Regions from separate parts of the Hordeum vulgare genome. Here region 2 is linked to region 1. Evidence: chromatin contacts called from public Hi-C data. All regions are on one chromosome and are shown on one strand. The core of a region is the stretch at or near the end of the contact, and the rest is flanking DNA. Distances in the headings are between cores, read along the strand shown.

What was found. Hi-C and Micro-C count contacts between places; a contact is called where the count stands out from the background.
Region 2: a contact with region 1 is called in a Hi-C map of leaf, with 5 times the contacts expected there. The contact joins the promoter of LOC123401547 here to the promoter of LOC123401444 in region 1. A contact is called at or near these places in 3 of 6 Hi-C or Micro-C datasets (leaf and seedling) and 1 of 1 datasets of contacts at active chromatin or transcription factors (embryo).

Annotation. Positions count from the first base shown.
Region 1 is chr6H:51,534,660-51,537,765 of MorexV3_pseudomolecules_assembly, forward strand. LOC123401444 (putative vacuolar cation/proton exchanger 4) reads left to right here and starts at 1,667. Exons shown (of 14, transcript XM_045095259.1): 1 at 1,667-1,861; 2 at 1,966-2,038; 3 at 2,241-2,282; 4 at 2,440-2,658; 5 at 2,792-2,859; 6 at 2,945-2,973; 7 at 3,061-3,106. The coding sequence starts at 1,970. It overlaps LOC123401443 (protein REPRESSOR OF SILENCING 3-like), which reads left to right. Exons shown (of 4, transcript XM_045095258.1): 4 at 1-818. The coding sequence ends at 519.
Region 2 is chr6H:51,884,990-51,887,782 of MorexV3_pseudomolecules_assembly, forward strand. It overlaps LOC123401547 (IQ domain-containing protein IQM3-like), which reads left to right and starts at 1,544. Exons shown (of 9, transcript XM_045095374.1): 1 at 1,544-1,882; 2 at 2,204-2,318; 3 at 2,476-2,541; 4 at 2,783-2,793. The coding sequence starts at 1,683.

The sequences.
Region 1 (3,106 bases), core at 417-2,916:
GAACCTAAAAAGGGTTCGGTGTGGACTCAGAAGTCTTCCTGGAGAGATCTTGTAGGAGGTATGGGGGCTACATCTTTCAGTATATCACAAGTACTGCCGAACACCAATCCAGCACCACCAAAACTTGAACCTGCTACTGAGACCTCCGTCGCATGCACCGAATCCAGGAGGGAAGTGACATCATTAGGCATGACATCTTTGGAATCCCCGGAGGCTATAACTCAACCCTTGGCCAAGCAGAACTTGTTGAGTTCCACGGGAACACCATCTGCTGGAACTACAGTTGGTTCAGCTGGTCATGAAATTCGAGGGCACGATGAGAACAACAAGGTAGAAGAACCGCGCGTGGTCCCAAGGATTACAATAAGTGAAGTCTGCCCGTTCATGAGAAACGAAGAGTCAATTCAGCAATGGTCGAAGGCGAAGAAGGTTCTGACCGGGTTCATCAAAAGGGGTGACGAGAAGAAAGCAGGATCCAGTAACTCCCGGAGAGGAAAGCCACCGTCGCGGAAAAGATAACCGGATGTTCTTGGGGTCACATCTTGCGGAGCTAGCTCGTACCATCACCAAGGCTTACCAAACGAGCAATCACTCTTCTTGAAGCTTGACTCCTGCGAATTTAAGTCTTGCAATTTTTTTTTACATTCTCAACTAAGTTTTTTAGCCTCCCGACGGCATGTCAACTGTGGCTACTTGTAGCATTATTATTGACACGATGTATCTGCAGTACTACGTGAGACCTCAGTACATCGCTGTATCTTATCTCTTGAATGATCGGCTCCATTTTCTTCTCTTGAATGATCGGCTCCATTTTCTTATAATCTTGCAGTGCGTTTAATCTCCTACCAGTAGTACTGTTCCGACTCTTGCATGTTTCTCCCTTATACGAGGATTTTTTTAATATTAATTAAGAAGTCAAAATAGTTTTGAAGTATTTTTAGATTAAACTTGAATTTGTTTTGCACTAGTATATAAATTTTCATGAAAAAAAGTCAACACTGACTTGTGGGCAAAGAAAACAAAATTTATTTGCTATTATAGGTCACTATTCACATTATTTTAAGCAAAAATTTGTCTTTTTTGAAAAGTAGTCAAAATGTAATTTTCTTTTTGTGAATTTTTTCTTACAAATATAATGAAAGGTCAAGTTTATTTCAAAAATATTTTCAGTTTTTTTTTATTTTTTTATTGAATTACTATTTTCTTTTTAAATATAGGATGTATATTAATAATCCTACACCTACGTATATATATAGGTCACATACGTAAATTGGATTACGTAGAGACGTGGCTTGCTTTAATCAACCTCTCCCTTCCTGATTTCCAGGATGGGCCCCGCTTCCCACTAATTAAAACTGGCTAAGTAATCCCTTACGTAACCTTTTGTAAATATTTTACGTAGATGTAGCAAAACTCGATGTATCTACATCTAGCTTTCAGAAGTTCCTCTCCGGGTCGCAAGGAGGAAAATGCCAACCTCGGACCAATGACTGAAAATACCGATTGAATTAAAAAAAACAGACAATGAAACAATACAAGTTGGCTCTCTAGACTCTCTCCCAGCTCTCTACACTTTCTCTCTCTTCCCGACCCTACCCCTCTCTCTCTCTTCCAAACCAGGACCTAAAAGAGACGTGAGACAGAGGTGGATTTGGTGGGGCCGAGGCGGAGGCAGGTGGTGCCGTACCCGTCTCCAACCTAACCTAACCAGACCTGACCATGCACGCATCTCACCTCTCGTCGTCCTCCTCCTCCTCCTCCTCGTCATGACTCCTTCATGGATGACGAGCGCCCTAATTAGGATCAGGTTTTAGTAGGAGATTAAAAAGCACATTTCACCGGAGATCAAGGGGGCCGTACGGTAATATTAATTGTCATCTCCCTCCTCCTCCTCCTCTTCTTCTTCTTCCGATTTATTATCCATGAGGATTTCGACTCCGCATCGGGCTTTCATCCGTGGATCAGGACGATGACGTCGACGGCGGCGTCCGGCTCCGACTCCCGGCGGCTCTTGCCCGGCCGTCAGAACTCCCATCAGGTTCGTTCGCTCCCTCCTCCCTCTCCTTTCCTCTTCTGCATTATCTAATAGTAGTAATTAATTCAGAACAGATATGCGTATTATGTATAAATTGAATAATATGTAAATGATAATTAATTGGGAGGTTGCAATTGTTAATTAATATGGCAATCAGGTGGGCATGATCAATTAATATTATTTACTGGTTTCTATTGATTCACAGATGGACAGGATCAATGGAAATGGCCAGAAGTCTGCCACTCAAGTGAGTGATCACGACAGCTTTCACCTTGCCGTCTCGCGCATTCATCATGCATTCCTCATTTGCAAACTGCAGTAGTATGTTTTTTTTTTGTCTTTTTAATCTGGTGTCTCCATACTTATTCACTGGATTTGCTCTCGTTGATTTTCCTATAGAACAGGCCCCCACACTCTCCGATGGAGCAGACGAATTCGAGGACGACATCCTTATCGCCTCGGAAGCGCTGTCCCGCAGAACCGGCGGCTTCGAGAGAAATGCAGGCCCTGGGAATTGGGGCATGTTTGGTAGCCTCAAGGTTGTGGTGCTCAAGTCAAAGCTCAACCTGTTGATACCGTGTGGCTTTGTGGCCATCACCGTCAAATACATGACAGGCAATAATGTACGCGTGCTCCTAAATTTCACTGCAAATGTTTTATCAATCTGTAGTTACATCTGCTTTATGCGCTTTATATGCTCCATTTTTTGTGTTCTTGTCCTGATATTACGTTTTTATTCCTTTGTTTGTGTTGAAGGGCTGGGTGTTTCCCCTGACTCTGTTGGGCATTATTCCGTTGGCCGAGCGACTGGGTTTCGCCACCGAGTAATTTGTTACAATTTTCACACTTATTTGGTGATTCTTGCTGATTTTACTGAATAAGCATTTGACACTTTGCTTCTTACTGCAGACAGTTAGCATTCTTCACGGGCCCAACAGGTCTCACTCAGTTGCTCTTCTTTGAAGCATTCTGATCCAAGTAGCATTCGAATTGTGGTTGGCTTGACAAATTTCATGTGCATGCAGTTGGGGGCCTTCTGAATGCTACATTTGGCAATGCAACTGAGTTGAT
Region 2 (2,793 bases), core at 294-2,793, 350 kb after region 1:
CGATGGATGCTTCATAACATAGACTGCATGTACTGGGAGTGGAAGAACTGCCCTTCTGCTTGGCAAGGGCAGTAAAAGGGCCATGTCAGGGATTGCACTGTCATACTTGAGGCCGTGGCCTCACAAGATCTCTAGATCTGGCACTCTTTCTTCGACATGGCCGGATTACACAATGATATCAACGTGCTTCAACGCTCGCCGGTGTTTGCAAGGTTTGTGAAAGGCATCGACCCGTTGGTGAATGTTACCATCAACGGCCACAACTACGACAAAGGATACTACCTAGGTGACGGTATCTATCCACAGTAGACCACTATTGTGAAGACAATCCGCGACCCTGTTGGAGAGAAGTGGAAAAGAATTGTGCAAGAGCAAGAGAGTGTTAGGAAGGACATCGAGCGTGTCTTTGATGTTTTGCAATCTCGATGGGGCGTCGTTCGGTATCCTCCTAGGACTTGGAGCACAATTCTGTTTGAATGGGAAAGAAGGAATTTCTTATTGATACGAGTAATCTATCATCCCTAATAAGACTGGCCCCACATATCAATACTAGTCTTTTCTGCGCACTTTGTCCTCACTCATGCGCATCCGGGATGAACTTCCCGGTCGGTCACCCATCCTAGAACTACTCCAAGCTGAGCACGCTTAACGTGAGCTGAGCACGCTTAACGTGAGAGTTCTGTTTGAATGGGCTTCCGGAAAAGAAGGAATTCCTTATTGATATGAGTAGTCTATCATCCCTAATAAGCCGGGCTATCACAATTATGCACAATATGATTGTAGAAGATGAGCGCACGGAACGTATCTATGATCAAGGGTTTCAGTTTCAGGGTGAGAATGTTGTGCTTGAGCATGAAGGAGCGGCAACATTTAAACAGTTTACTCAATTTCATCATGAAATGTGTGATTGAAAAACTCATATGCAGCTGCAAAATGATTTGGTTGAGCATGTGTGGACTCATGTTGGCAACCAATAAATGTATTTTTTTCACATGTATTTGAGATAATTTATTTTTTATTCGGCTTGTCAAATATGCTTAATTTACTTGGTTGTAAAACTATGTTTTATTTGGTTGTGAAATATGCTAAAAAAAATTATGCCTGTTTGTTAAATAATGCAAAATATGTGCATATTTATTAAAAAGGACGGTCAGACGGCCACGTCGGTAAATATGGGTCAACGCGATGCACCGCCGATCAAAATATGAAACAGAGCTGTTGCCGAATGAGCGGTTGATCCAAACGGATAAAAAACAGACAAAAACGTAGTCCGTTTTGATATGAAATGATGACTCGATATCTTGAAGATATTTTTTCTTTCTTTTTGCGGGCATATCTTGAAGATATTGATAGAGATAAAATGTGACGTAATAAAAAGGTCAAAACATGAAATTTTGCCTACCCCTCAAGACAAAACGCACAGCCCGGGTAGACGACCCAGCGTACTCGCCAGCTGGACCATGACCTCAGCTCATTCATAACAGTAATCTACTCCACTCTCCGATTATCTCATCTCTCGTGTCATCTACTGTAGCAGCAGCAGCGCAGGCGGGCATAAATTCCAGCTGCTGCCTCCCCCTTCTTCCCTCCCCACCCCGCTCTCCCCCTCCTCCTCGAGAAGAGCACGACCATCCCCCAACCCGCCCGACTCCAGAAGGCCACGACCATTATCTTGGCAGCAGATGGAGGTGGAGACCGCGATGCCTCCTCCGGCGGCCGCTGCCTCGCGGGAGCCGAGCCACACGGAGGAGCTCTCCTCCTCGCCGTCGCCGGCGACCGGAGGCGGCGCGAATGGCGCGGCCACCAAGGTGCAGAAGGTCTACCGGAGCTACCGGACCAGGCGCAAGCTCGCCGACTCCGCCGTCGTCGTCGAGGAGCTCTGGTAACCAGATCCTACCTACTGTACTATCTACAGTACTCTTCTTCACACAAAAAAAGGAAACCATTACTGCTCCGCTTCTTTCCTTCCACTTGGCCGGCCTGATAATTCCGGCAAAAACAACGGAAAATCGCCCAAACCCGCCCGATTTCCTCAGGATTCCGCGCTTCTTGCCGCCCTTTTCTTGTTCTTGGTTCTCGCCCTCCCGCGACCCTGATTTTGGTCCTTGTCGGCAATACTGCCTGATTCGTTCTGTGCCTTGATGGCTACGTGCGCTGAAAATTCACCTTTTTTGTTTTTTTTTCCTGGTTTGGATTGAGCAAGGTGGCAAGCGCTGGACTTCGCGCGGCTCAACCACAGCACCGTCTCCTTCTACGACGACCCGGAGCCGGAGACCGCCGCCTCGCGCTGGAACCGCGTCAGCCTCAACGCATCCAAGGTCCTCTTGATACATTCCCTTCCCCTGCACCATCAGTCGCCGGCACAAGGCAGCAGCTCACCATGATGGCCTTTTCCCCACAAGAAAGCCATTCTTTTTTTTTTACTGGAATTATCCTTAGATTCAACTCCACCTCATGTTCATGAGCATGTTGCAGGTGGGGCAGGGTTTATCCAAGGACGCCAAGGCTCTCAAGCTGGCTTTCCAGCACTGGATCGAGGCTGTGAGTACAAAAAATCCCACACATCCACTACTTTTTTAATGCTAAGTAGTAGTATTGTACTTGCTGCCTTTCTATGCTCTCCAAATGTGTGTGTGTGAAAAGAATAAGCTTCCCAGTGTCAGTTGACTCGGACTGTCAGTTGTCTGTGAACATCGATGATAAGAAGTTCCATAGCTTGCCCTCGTCTTGACTTGGACTTCTATTTGCAAAATTTTGACATCCATCTGTCATATTCTTGTAGATTGATCCAAG